Linked DNA regions of Sus scrofa: region 2 is linked to region 1. Evidence: chromatin contacts called from public Hi-C data. All regions are on one chromosome and are shown on one strand. Each heading gives the region's core, a stretch centred on a gene start, on an enhancer-like site or on the middle of the called end of the contact. The rest is flanking DNA. Distances are from core to core; before and after follow the strand shown.

What was found. A called contact is a pair of places that touch in the nucleus more often than the background predicts.
Region 2: a Hi-C map of heart right ventricle shows a contact between it and region 1, with 8 times the contacts expected there. The contact joins the promoter of OSTF1 here to the promoter of TMC1 in region 1. A contact is called at or near these places in 1 of 47 Hi-C or Micro-C datasets (heart right ventricle) and 1 of 2 datasets of contacts at active chromatin or transcription factors (alveolar macrophages).

The regions. Positions count from the first base shown.
Region 1 is chr1:225,713,214-225,715,913 of Sscrofa11.1, forward strand. It overlaps TMC1 (transmembrane channel-like protein 1), which reads left to right and starts at 1,388. Exons shown (of 24, transcript XM_021064884.1): 1 at 1,388-1,526. It also overlaps a transcript of ZFAND5 not described here.
Region 2 is chr1:228,140,893-228,143,592 of Sscrofa11.1, forward strand. OSTF1 (osteoclast stimulating factor 1) reads left to right here and starts at 1,267. Exons shown (of 10, transcript NM_214005.1): 1 at 1,267-1,497. The coding sequence starts at 1,464. It overlaps NMRK1 (nicotinamide riboside kinase 1), which reads right to left and starts at 998. Exons shown (of 9, transcript XM_003121961.4): 1 at 762-998.

The sequences.
Region 1 (2,700 bases), core at 138-2,637:
CGGACGCCGCCGGCCGCTAGGGTTTCGCCGGAGGCCTACGGCACCCCAGTCCTCCGCTCCCACCACCAGCCCGGGACGAACAGCCGGGAGCCCTGCCTCCCCTCCACACCACTCACCCTGCGGGGCCAGGAGCCGGGCTCGCGCGCGACACCGGCGCGGTGGGGCCGGTCCGAGCCCTCAGGGATAGGCGAGTCGGGTGCCTTGGAGCCGCAGCCGCGGGCCGGTCGGAGCCGCAGGAGGTTGCGCCGCCGCCGCCGCCGCCGCGGGGTCCTTCTTTGTTCCCGCAGCAGCAGTGAGCGTGGCCGGGACACGCCGGAGCTCGGGAAGTGGGAGGAGGGAAGCGGCGCGGGGCGGGGGGACAGAGGAGGCGGAGGGAGGACCGAAGGCCGCGGCGGCTAAGGCAGCTTTCGGCGCTCACCCGTCGTCGCCTCACGCCTCCACCAGCGGCGGGTTGGGCAGACTCCGAGGGCGAGCCGGGCGCGCGCAGCTAGGCCTGGGCGCCGCAAGGGCCCGCGGATGGCGCTCTCGGATGCTTCTTCTACCACCGAGGAAGCTGCGCTGTTCCCGGGAGCTACAAGCCCAAAACTGAGATGCAGACAGATCTGCGCTCCAGCTCACTGACGCGTTCTCTCCTGCCGGCGCTCCGGCTCTGAGGGAAAGAGGGAGGGAGGGGGCGGGGTCTGTGCGTCATCGAAAACCCCGACGGCGCCGGCGGCGCCGGGAGCGCGATGACGTCACGTGCCCGTCGCCGCGCCTCTCACTCCAGTCACCCGGTCGGGGAGGAGGGGCCGAGCTTGACCGCTCTGCAGTTGCGCGGAGCCGAGTCACTGGCCGGGCTGCCGGCCTCCGGGCGGAGCTGGTAGGAGTTAGACCGGTGGAGGACGCGTTTCTATTTTTAACCTGATTATCCGCCCTCAGCGTCTCGCCTTCTGATTTTCTCAGTCGAGCCTGCTTTTCGCCATCTCAGTTCTCACGCTTTGTCTCGACCCCTTGGCAGACATTTCCCTTTCCTCCTTACTCCCCCTTCCCCCACCCCTGGAGAAAGAGGTAGAAGGATTCGCCTCAGAAAATGAACTGCTCTATAGCCTCTGGGTCTCCTCGCCTCTTTATGACGCTTCCCCGTCCAGTTCCCTCCCACACCTTTTCGGTTCTAAAGTACAGCTTGAGCGTTGCCTTGTTGCTGTCGGGAAGGAGCAGGGCAGGCGGCGCTGGCTCTCTTGCACGCCCAAGGTCACGGGTGGTTGTGCAGAGTCAGGAAATGCTTGGCCTCACTGGCTGCCAGTCCTCCGCCCCGCGCGTCGGCGTTGTTGTTCTGAACAAACTGTTTTGGCCAGCCTGTAAAATCCCTGGAAATTGGCTATTCCAGCAAAGCGTCTCGAACTGGGAAAGCACCAAATGTTCTACTCAAGAAAAGAAGGGCCAAACAAGCTAGATCTGAGGGAGAGATCAAAAAGAAGGCGTTGCAGGAGGAAATTCAAGAGGGGGCAATTCAGAAATGAGGCACAGGCCCTGACTAGTTTGAAAGGGTGAGTTAACTAAAAACAGAACCTTTTCAAAGCAGCAACAAAAAAATCCCACGTGCAGCTGACCTCTCCAGGTGACTTTAGTTCAACTCAGAAGACCAAAATTAGTAACACAGAAAGGGACTTACGAAAATTTTGTAGTAAACAATGGCCTAATGAATAAATAGAAACGGTTTTTAGGCCTTCTGATAGCCACCATTAAAATGGAGAGGTAGGTCCCTTCCTTGTTTCCCAAACTTGCTGATCAGAAAAATCCACCTGGAGTAATTATTTACCTTTAAATAATCACCTAAGCTTCTCCCTTGGAAGTAGTTTTGGTTATCTGGGACTTTGAAGTTGAAGTAATGATCCAGGTGATTCTGATTTATAATTTTGTCTGGGAGAATGTTGTCCTGATGCACTTTGCCAACGTTTCCAAATCAGACCGCTTTCTGCCACAGTAAGCTGAATCCCTAGAATGTAACTGACCATTTTCTTTACAACTTGGAGTTATTGCTACAGGCAGTTAATGTGTTGAAGATGTAAGTAGTTTCGGATATTGGTCCCAGGAAATTTACTTTCTTGATGTAGACAAATTAGTAAAAGCAGAGCAGCTGCCATTTACAGGCCATTTTCAGGGCTAAGATTTTTCATTTAGGGTCTCGTTAATCCTCACAGCAGTTCACCGAGATAGGTACTATATAGCCATTTTCAAAGATAAGTGAATAATGATGAAAGAGGATAAGTGACTCTCTTGAGGCACTGAAGGACAGGGAAATAGTGGAGGTGATTCTTAGGACAAAAGTAACTTGGAAATTCTTCCCCCCACACACATCCATTTTAGTTGTTAAAAAGTGGAACAAGATAATTCTTGAAGAAGCATGATTGAAAGAAAAAAACCAACAAAGTAATAAAACAAGCTGGTTATTTAATAAGGTATTGCATAATATATATTATGTAGCACCTTCTCAGCCAATCATAATTTTCTCTGTAAGGTTGTTTCTAACAGGAATGTACTTGATATTGAGCCTATTTTTAGCAAGTTACTGTTGCAGCAACTACCCTAGTTGTTCTCAAAGTGTGGACCATACACCAGCAGCATCAGTATCACTTGGGCACTTGTTAGAAATACAAAATCTGGGAGTTCCTGTTGTGGCGCAGTGGAAATGAATCCAACTAGGAAGCATGAGGTTGCGGG
Region 2 (2,700 bases), core at 17-2,516, 2.4 Mb after region 1:
TTTTACATAGAGTCTCATGTAAAATATTTCCCATTTTTCTTCCTCCAAACAAACAACTAGTTTATGATATAGCCTGTGCTGTTTTGAGTTTAACACACACAGTGTTTCTCCTATGCCCCAGCCTCCCAGTGGAGATTCAATCTGGTAATCTGAGGTGGGCAAACTTGCTCTGCCAAGTACTGTTATGGTGAATGTTCTCGGCTTTGCAGGCAGCTGCTCAGTTCTGCTGTTAGGCAGCAAAAGTGGCGGGAGACAATACATAAGCAAATGAGCGTGGCTGTGTTCTAATAAAATTTATGGACACTGAAATCTGAATTTCATATAATTCTCACGTGCCAAAAAATCTGCTGCTTCTGATTTCTTTTAAGCCATTAAAAAAATGTGAAAACCATTCTCAGGTGGTACAATAACAGGCGGCAAGGGGGCCGCAATTAGCCGAATCCAATGCTACAGAAATAAAAATTTTCTCCTGCCCTAGGGATCATGACCTGACTCTGCCCCAGTGACTTCTCCCAACAACCTGAACGGTCTCTAGAAGGCAGACTCCCATTTTAAGGATTATTAGGGGGCGTGAGAGCACCACACCATCACGAGTACACGTCCTCCTGGGCAGGCCACGGATCAGTCCCTTTATGGTGGTAGGAGCCTCAACAAGGCTTTCAAGACACAACCAGGCTCGGGCTCCAGCGCTGGAACACTGTGGAAATACCTCCTGGCCCCAGAGAGTCGGCGCTGCGCGGCGGGGTCTATCAGGTACTCACCCAGCGCCAGTTCGAGTGCTCCCAAGCAGAGCGGCACAAGCAATTGCCAACCGCACGCCTCTCACTAACCCTCCGCAACCCCCGAAGCTCGTTAACCGAGACGCCCACAAGTCCTTCCCCCGCGCCCCTCCCGGGTCAGAGGTGGCCCAGGGTAGAGGTGACAAACCCCAGGTTTCCGTCCCACCCGGAGCGGACGCGGCGCCCGGCTCCAGCCGGCGTTGGGCGGGGCGGGACTCCGGAGAGCGTGGCCGCGTGCGCGCGCTCGCGCTCCTACACAGTCCAGCCCTTTCCCCTCCTTGCCGCGCGCCCCTGGCTGGCCCTGGCGCGAGCCTACGACGCCCCCGTTCGGCTCCGGCTGATTCTGCCGCCGCGCGCGCTGTCGTGCGCGCCTCCCGCGCTCCTGCCTCGGGGAAGCTGGCAGCAGGGGAGCCAATTAGCGCTCGGCGAAGCGGCGGCCACTTCCTCATCTGTCCGGCCGCGCGCTCCGGACGGGTCTGTCGGCCGCGGGGCGGGGCGGGGTACTGCGCGGAGCGGCTCTGCCAGCTTCTGCTTGTCTGGCTGCCAAGGGTGGACGCAGGTCCTTGAAGGCGCCCCGATGCAAGCCAGACAAAAAGAAACTTTGGGGCGCCCGGAGTGCCGAGTGGAGGGGCGTTCGTTTGGCTTTTCGTGCGTGGTCTACAGGATCAGCCGCTCCAGGAAGAGATGTCGAAGCCGCCACCCAAACCGGTCAAACCAGGTAAGGGAGGTGCTCGCGGGTCCCCTGGCCGCCGCGGTGCTCTGCGCTCCCTTTGCCACTTGGCAGGGCAAACCAGACACGTACCCGGCCCCAGCCTCGCTTTCGAAAAGGGACCCACCGGGATAGGAGTTGTTAGCGTTGCTGCTGCGTTCGCTGTAGCGGGGCGATCAGTTTGGATAGCAAGAAGATTTTCGAGGAATTTAAAAAATTTTATTTTTGAAGAGGAGTCACGCTTGGCTTTGCAACATTGTCATTAGCGGCAACTTTCCAGGCGATGCGAAGGCTACGTCCCATTGAAGCTTTCCTGGAAGACAGGGCCATTGATCTCCCTTAGGAAAAAAAATAAATGTCTTGAAATGGGTTTTTAGCCACTTCCTCTTTTTTTTTTTTTTTTTTTTCAGTGTGTGTCACTGTCAAGTTTGAGTTCTTGACCGGCCAAAGGGAACGGGAAGTGCGCTGCTTGTAGGGTGGGGTGCGTGAGCGGGTCTTCTTTGGGACTTTTGAGAGGAGCTGCGTTCGAAAATTGACCTCGAGATCTTGAGGAAAGCTTTTACAAAAGTGTACTTGAACTCCGGACTAGAAGAATCTAGGCTGTGGCAGGATAATCTCAGCAATTGCTATTCGGAAGTGTCATTTTATCAGGCAATACAAGTCCTTTGCCTCCACTCCCCTAATGAATTTGGCTAAATTGGAGAGGATGAGATTACTAAGTTCCTCAAAGCAGCGCTAAAGAGCGCTTGTAGTCCTTGTTCATTTTTATTTTATCCTTAGAATATTTCCTGGGATATGGAGAAAGGAGAATTTAAGAGGGAATTAATTATTTCAGTTCAGTACTGTAACAGACTCATTCATGCATTCATCCGGTAGGTAGGTACAGAAAACATAGGAAATGGAAGATAAATTCTCAGTTTTTTTCTTCCATTCTCATGTAACATCAGTATAACGCAGGCTGAAATTTAGCCATCTAGGTCAATTTCAAAGTAACCTTGTTTAGGAAGATAATATTTTCTTGATCTTCCTAAATTTTAGTCAAGCACTCCATCTTCCCTTGTTTGCCCTCACATGTGGTAGTTTCCAGTCATTTTATTTGAAAATTAGGTACATGTATGGCATGGTCGTTCATTGAGGACTTAAATGTTGGTGGGCTGGGTGTGAAGGAAATTTTGGGGACTTTGGTTCTGCTGTGAGCAAAGGTAGGGACAT